Linked DNA regions of Capra hircus: region 1 is linked to region 2. Evidence: chromatin contacts called from public Hi-C data. All regions are on one chromosome and are shown on one strand. The core of a region is the stretch at or near the end of the contact, and the rest is flanking DNA. Distances in the headings are between cores, read along the strand shown.

Region 1 (3,425 bases), core at 14-2,513, 41 kb before region 2:
TGAGTGTGGGGGTCGAGGGTGCGGGCCGGTCTGCCAGCGTCCCCGCCTGGGTGGACACTGCCGTCGGAGGGGCCGCGGCCCCGGGCTCACAGGAAGTTGGGCTCCCGCACCACGAGGCAGGGCGGGCCTCCGCTGCCCCCGCCGCCGTCCAGGGGCCGGTACACGAAGTGGAAGTCGCGCTTGGGCTCGCTCCGCAGCAGGTAGCCCTTGATGCGGTGTGGCAGCGCCTCGTCGGCCAGCTGGAAGCTGCGGCCGTCCACCAGCACGAAGAGCCGGTAGTCCTGCGGCTGCACCACCTCGAACTTCTCCGCACACTGGGCGCACAGCGCCTCAGCCAGCGTGTCCGCCCGCGACGCCAGCGTCCGCGACTGCTGCTCCGGCTCCAGATACGACACGCAGATGAAGTCCTGCGGGGCGAGACGGAGGGGGTCACAGTTACCGGCTGGGCCAAGCCCACGTCCTGTCTCAACCCCTGCCCCGATGCTGGGAGCTTGGACAGGACAAGCTGCGTGGCCTTGTCCTCTTTGGGCCCCCCGATTCCTCTCCATAGACAGCGGATGGATGGCAGGAGGGGTCGTGAGGCTGGCCGTCGGGGCACCTGCGGCTGACCATGCTGTGTGACCTCAGGCAAAGACCCTCCCTCTCTGAGCCTCAGCTCTCACTGGGTCAGTCTTGGCCTGGACACAAAGAGTGAGCGCGCCCCCTGGTGGCCAGTCCACGGGCTTGCCGTCACTGAAAAAATCTATTTTTCACTTTCTCTTCTTCCCCTGCATTCCAGGCACTCCGCTGGGCACACGGGGCAGCATAAATAAAATCAAAGATTCAGACCCACCCCCAGCATTCCATGGCTCAGCTGGAACAGCTAAGGCAGGCTGAACAGTTCTTCAGGCCCTAGGGCTGGAGGGGCCTGGGGATGGAAGGGGTGGTGTTCCCAGGAGGAACAGGCTGGCAGGGAAGGGCGGGGGAGAAGACTTGGGGGGAAAAGATGGAGAGTGTTTGCAGAAAACAGCACATTCACACCTGAGTCCACCGGAGACCGTGGAAGGAGTCCCTGCCTGACTTTGAATCTGCTCCCACTCACTGTGTGACGACCTCTCTGAGTCTCCATTTCCACTACTGCAAAGGGGGGATAAAACCAGTCCTTTCTCTGTGCCTGGAGGTGGATCACAGAAAACTGGCTCAGAGCCTGTTAGGTTCCCCTTTCCCCTAAGGGCCCAGAGGGCGGGCAGGAAGTGTGTGCGCGGGGCTGCCCCCTTGTGGAAGGATGGTAACAGCACAGCGGTCTCCTGAGGCCGCCTAGTTCAGAATGGAGATAATTAGTGACTACAGAGTAGTGCCAGGCTCTGTGCCAAGAGTCCCTGGGATCACTTCTTTTTTTCTTCCTGGGAGGGGAAAGCCCAGCCCGCTTCCCTGGGTCTCGGTGACTGCCTGTGCTCTCCTCAGCCACCAGCAGGCCTCCCCAGAGCCCTTGACATCCGATGACTTTCAGGCTCTGGGCTTTCCCTCCGGAGGGTAGGGATTTACCGTGTGTGGTGCAGAGGAGACACTGGGAAGGGGGCAGACAGCGGTGCCCTCCTCAGACCCCAGAAACAGTGCTGATAAGTCTCATTCCAAGCCTCTTCCTGAGCTCTGCCTCCTTAGTGGGACGCACTGATGATGCTCAGCATTGGGAATCCACGAGGTAGAAGCAAGAAGGAAGGAATGCGAGGGACCAAGAGTGCTCACATTCCAAGAGTTGGTGGAGGGGCAGCTGTCCCAGAAGGCAGGAGGGAATGCTGGGGTGCTGCAGCTGCACTCGCCAACTTATGCTGGCTCATACCAGCTTGAGAAAGCCAACTGTGTACATCTCTTTCCAACTCCAAGTTCCATGATGCCAAGTTAGTAGCTTGGAATCAGCCACGGTGGCAGTATTTATAGTAATACCATGGAAATTGACAGAAGCAAAGATCAGAGCCTTTTTTTTTTTCTTTCTCCCCCAGAGAACCAGTTACTAAACATTATCAGGACACCACTGATTAGAGGAGGAGGGACATCAGCTTGGCTGATGTTAGAACATGTACTGGGGAGGCAGAGCTCAAATGTGCCAGAGTCCCCCTGTGCTGACAGGAAAACCGCATCCCAGAGAGGTTAAAAGACACGGCTTAGGGTCACACAGCAAGCTAGTACAGAGCTGGGTCCATACTGTGAGCCTCTTGCCTCCCAGGCCTGGGCTCTCCCAGTTACAGAAAGGCCATGTGGAAAGCAGCCAGGCATGGGATTCAGGTCCAGTGTGCTCTGGGTGCCAGTGACGTGAGTCTGGAGACCTAGTCACAGCTCTGGACTGCAGCTTGATTCACTGTCCTAACTCCTGCCACTGTGCACACTCCCCAGTCCCACTCTGGCCCAGGCCCTGAGACATGTGAGCAATAGGGCCTGCTCTCTCAGGGTTACAGCTTTATACATTGTTGGTTACAGTACAGGGTATATGCGCTACAATAGAAGCAGCAGCAGCAGGAAGCACTTCTAACCCATGCCATAGGGAATGGGGGGGGGCAGGCGGGGGTGTCAGGGAAGGCTTTTCAGAGGAGGGGCTGTTGGAGACACTGAGGCTGGGCAGTAGCAGCTGGTGAGGAAGGGGAGATGGACCAGCATGGGCTGAGTTGAGCTCAGGGTGTTCATAGCTGTTCTGATGCATGAGTTTGAGCAGGCTCCAGGAGTTGGTGATGGACAGGGAAGCGTGACATACTGCAGTCCATGGGGTCGCAAAGAGTCAGGCACGACTGATCGACTGAACTGAAATGAACTGATCTGATGCAGCCTCGGAGGTGTGGGATAATGGGATGGGTGGGGGCAGGAGTCTGGCCACCAGTGATTTTGAACACTGAGTCTGTACAGACAGAAGTGGGGAAGGATGGGTGGGTGGGTAGGAGGTGGGCAGGCTGTGAGCAGGTTAGGGGCAGGGGACCCTTGGCAGCTGCTGCATTTGTCTGGGCACCAGGTGGCAAGGCTGCAGATCAGCTCCTGGGCTTTTTAACTGGGACAAACCACTCTTCCCATCTCCAGCCCTAACAGCCCGCTCGGACATCACAGACGCTGAGGAATGCTGGGTGAAGGTCTCCTTCTTCCTAGCTCTATCTTGTGGGCCCAACTGAAACGCCGATGCTCGCTGATACTTTTCTTCAGCCCTCAACTCCTGAACCCCAGCCCCTAAGCCGGCACACACTGGCAGGCTGGGGGCTCGGTGCCATTGCTCCTGAACTGGCAGGCAGTAGGGGAGGTCTGGGAGCAAGATTCCCTGGTCCCCTCCCACCCTCTCGGTCCCAGGTCGCACCTGCACGGAGGAGCGGGAGGCCCGAGCCTTGTTGAGCGTGCGCCGGCGCTCCCAGCGGTGGATCGAGTCCTGCACCTCCACGCTCAGCTGCCGGGTCACCGTGATCTTGTCGTAG
Region 2 (3,058 bases), core at 439-2,938:
GCTGCATTGGTGATCTACGATACGCAAAACAACATGTTTTGTTCTAATAGCTTTAATACTTTCCTTCTTTCTATATGCTACTGCACAGTTCTAAACAGTTAACATGATTTTTTTAAAAGATCGTGCTTAGTCACTCAGTCCTGTGCAACTCTTTGTGACCCCATGGACTGTAGCCCGCCAGGCTCCTCTGACCATGGGGATTCTCCAGGCAAGAATACTGGACTGGGCTGCCATGCCCTCCTCCAGAGGATCTTCACGACTCAGGGATCGAACCCAGATCTCCCTGGGTTTGCACTGCAGGCGGGTTCTTTACTGCCTGAGCCACCAGGGAATTACATTCATCATTTATTTATAGCAAAGAGGTCATGGTTTCTCATTAGGATAGACATAAAAATTTTACAAGGGAGTTTAAAGAAAAACATTAAGTAGGTTACAGTTAGTTCTTGGAGGTACTGGCAAGATGCCCATAAATAACAAATCAGAGAAACATCAGGGCATGGAATTACCACCCTCTGTGAGTTAATGGACATGAGGCGGTCCACAGCGCCACCTAGTGGCACACCAGTGCATCACAGACCTTAGCAGCACCAACTGGCCAAGGGAAAGTGAAAGTGAAGTTGCTCAGTTGGGTCCGACTCTTTGCGACCCCATGGACTGCAGCCCACCAGGAATTTTCCAAGCAAGAGTACTGGAGTGGGTTGCCATTTATAGGCTGGGGTCAAAAGATCTGTGGTAGCTGGGAGAGGTAGAGAGGACGCTCCATCTGTAAACCTTTCTCGTGAATCCTTCAAGAGGAATTAGTGGTGATGCATGCAAAAAGCTGAGCCTCTTTATACCAGGCCTGCTCAACAATGAGCAGTTTTCCTTCACCATTGAGACGTGGTCTGACCTTTACAGACAGAGATGAAACCTTTAAGATAGGCAGTCCCTTCCTCTCCTGTGCCCCGGGACTTTCTATAAAGCCCACAGTTCCTTTAGGCTCCCTGGAGAAGGTGATGGCACCCCACTCCAGTACTCTTGCCTGGAAAATCCCATGGACAGAGGAGCCTGGTAGGCTACAGTCCATGGGATCGCCAAGAGTTGAACAGGACTGAGCGACTTCACTTCCTTTAGACTTAGTTTACCCCCATTCTGGTCCCTTCCTCAGGAGCAAGGACCAGGGCTCATCCATTTTTGTGGTTGGGGCCATGCACAGTTGTAGATATAGTGGCCCAGTCCCCTTTTTTCAGTGAAAACAGTAGATCTGTCAAGGCACAAGGGAGGGTCAAGGTCATGTTTGTTTCTTTGTAACCAGGCCTCTTCTGCCCCACCCCCAGCCCCCAGTTCATACTTCCCATCTTGCTTGTGGGAATAGCACAGCAAGGCCACACCCAGGGGAGCTCCTGCCCTGCCAGGGCCAGGGCTTTGCCCACACTTGAGCTCTCCTCAGGGCCTAGCACATTGTGTGGCATGCAGTTTGGGAGATAATAAATGTCTGCTAAAAGTCTGACCGGGGATCCCCTGCTCGTCTAGTGGTTAAGAATCCGCCTGCTAATGCAGGGGACATGGGTTCAATCTCTGGTCCAGGAGCATCCCGTGGAGCAGCTAAGCCCATGCCCCACAGCTACTGAAGCCTGCACGCTCTAGAGCCAGACCTCTGCAACAAGAGAAGCTGCGCAACGAGAAGCCTGTGCCCCACGACTAGAGAGCAGCCCCCTGCCGGGGGCCAGCGTGAGGAGCTCCGCCCATGGCAAAGGTCATGAGGAAGGAGGCTTGGCATACGCAAAGGCGTGATCAAGCCTCAGGAAACCCCCTGTTCCCGAGCATCCAACCCCCAAACCAGAGTCTGTTTCATGCTCTCACCTACACCTCTGACTTCATGGGGGGCTCTCCCCCATAACCATTTCTCTCGAAGAAGGAGTTAACTTGCAGCTCCAGTTAATAAAAATTCCTGGGCGTGACAAGAGTGTTTCAACTTAGAAATTCCTCTGGAGAAATCTTAAAAAAAAAAAAAAAGAAATTCCTCTGGAGGTCCTCTAGCCTCCCTGATCAGGTTCGTCAGGCCACATGTAATTGTTTACAGCCTCCCAACCTTGAGAGGCACGAGATGCTTTAAAACTTCCTAAATACAGACTCTTTTGAGAAGTTAGAAAATTATTAGTATAGTATAGTGGGTTGATTAGAAATTATATTGGTGAAGGGTTTTTTCATTTGTCCTGCCAATAATTACTGCTAATTCCCTGCCCTGGGTGTGACAAAGGTGTCTCAGATCAAACCTCTCTGCTGACAGACTAGCTTGTGTGACAACCTCTCAACCATAAACAGCACAGAGAGTTTGGAGTATTAGCATAGGGCTTTTCTCACTGTTGAGTCAGTGATTGCTGCCAGGCCTCCATATCCTTAGGCACCTGGGAATATATTAATTAATGTATTTGGAATATAGAAAAGGAAATATAGTAGTTTTGATGTTGGCAATACTAGACTTTTTGAGTTAATGAATTTTCTCTTTTGTTATAGATCACTGTACTTTGTTATAAATCACTGTGTCCTTGCTATGTAAAAATGTAACTTTATCACTATCTTAAGACTAAATAGATCTTAAGGGGAACATTGGTCAAGGGTTTACATTTGTTGAACCAATATTTGCTGCTAAATCCCCATATTCCTTGCCCTTATAATGAATATAACTAGCATATAGGAAAAATAAGTATTAACCTTTAAGATTAATCATGTTAAACCTTAGGCTAAGTAAATTCCTTTCCTAGCTGTAACTCACTACACCCTCACCCTATAGGAATGGAACTTTATTTGGAGGGTGGCGCCTGATTTAAGAAAAAATCACCCCTGGAAAAATAAGTTTTCTGTTTAACTGACCGGTATCAGAAAGGGCCATAAAATGTCAGCAGGTCTCATGGCCAGAAGATGCTGTCAAACCCATAAGACCTTTGTATAATTTTATATGAAGCACCTGATTGTGACAAGGGTCAGGTCTGCTGACCCCTGCGTGACTCTGTATTCATCCCTATGTATAACAAAAAGGTATATAAACAAACCTAAAAAATAAAGAAATCTGATCAGT

The links. Hi-C and Micro-C count contacts between places; a contact is called where the count stands out from the background.
Region 1: a Hi-C map of blood shows a contact between it and region 2, with 3 times the contacts expected there. The contact joins two enhancer-like sites. A contact is called at or near these places in 3 of 5 Hi-C or Micro-C datasets (all in blood).

What each region holds. Positions count from the first base shown.
Region 1 is chr21:56,829,854-56,833,278 of ARS1.2, reverse strand. RIN3 (ras and Rab interactor 3) reads right to left here. Exons shown (of 10, transcript XM_018066144.1): 9 at 3,311-3,425; 10 at 1-407. The coding sequence ends at 87. Among named protein-coding and RNA genes, the nearest start is that of LGMN, 51 kb to the left of the region's middle. Within about 2 kb of position 1,263, at least 4 of the 5 cell types and tissues checked have an H3K27ac peak or open chromatin away from gene starts, as enhancers often do.
Region 2 is chr21:56,789,426-56,792,483 of ARS1.2, reverse strand. The region is part of intron 3 of RIN3 (ras and Rab interactor 3); the gene reads right to left. Among named protein-coding and RNA genes, the nearest start is that of RIN3, 90 kb to the right of the region's middle. Within about 2 kb of position 1,688, at least 1 of the 5 cell types and tissues checked has an H3K27ac peak or open chromatin away from gene starts, as enhancers often do.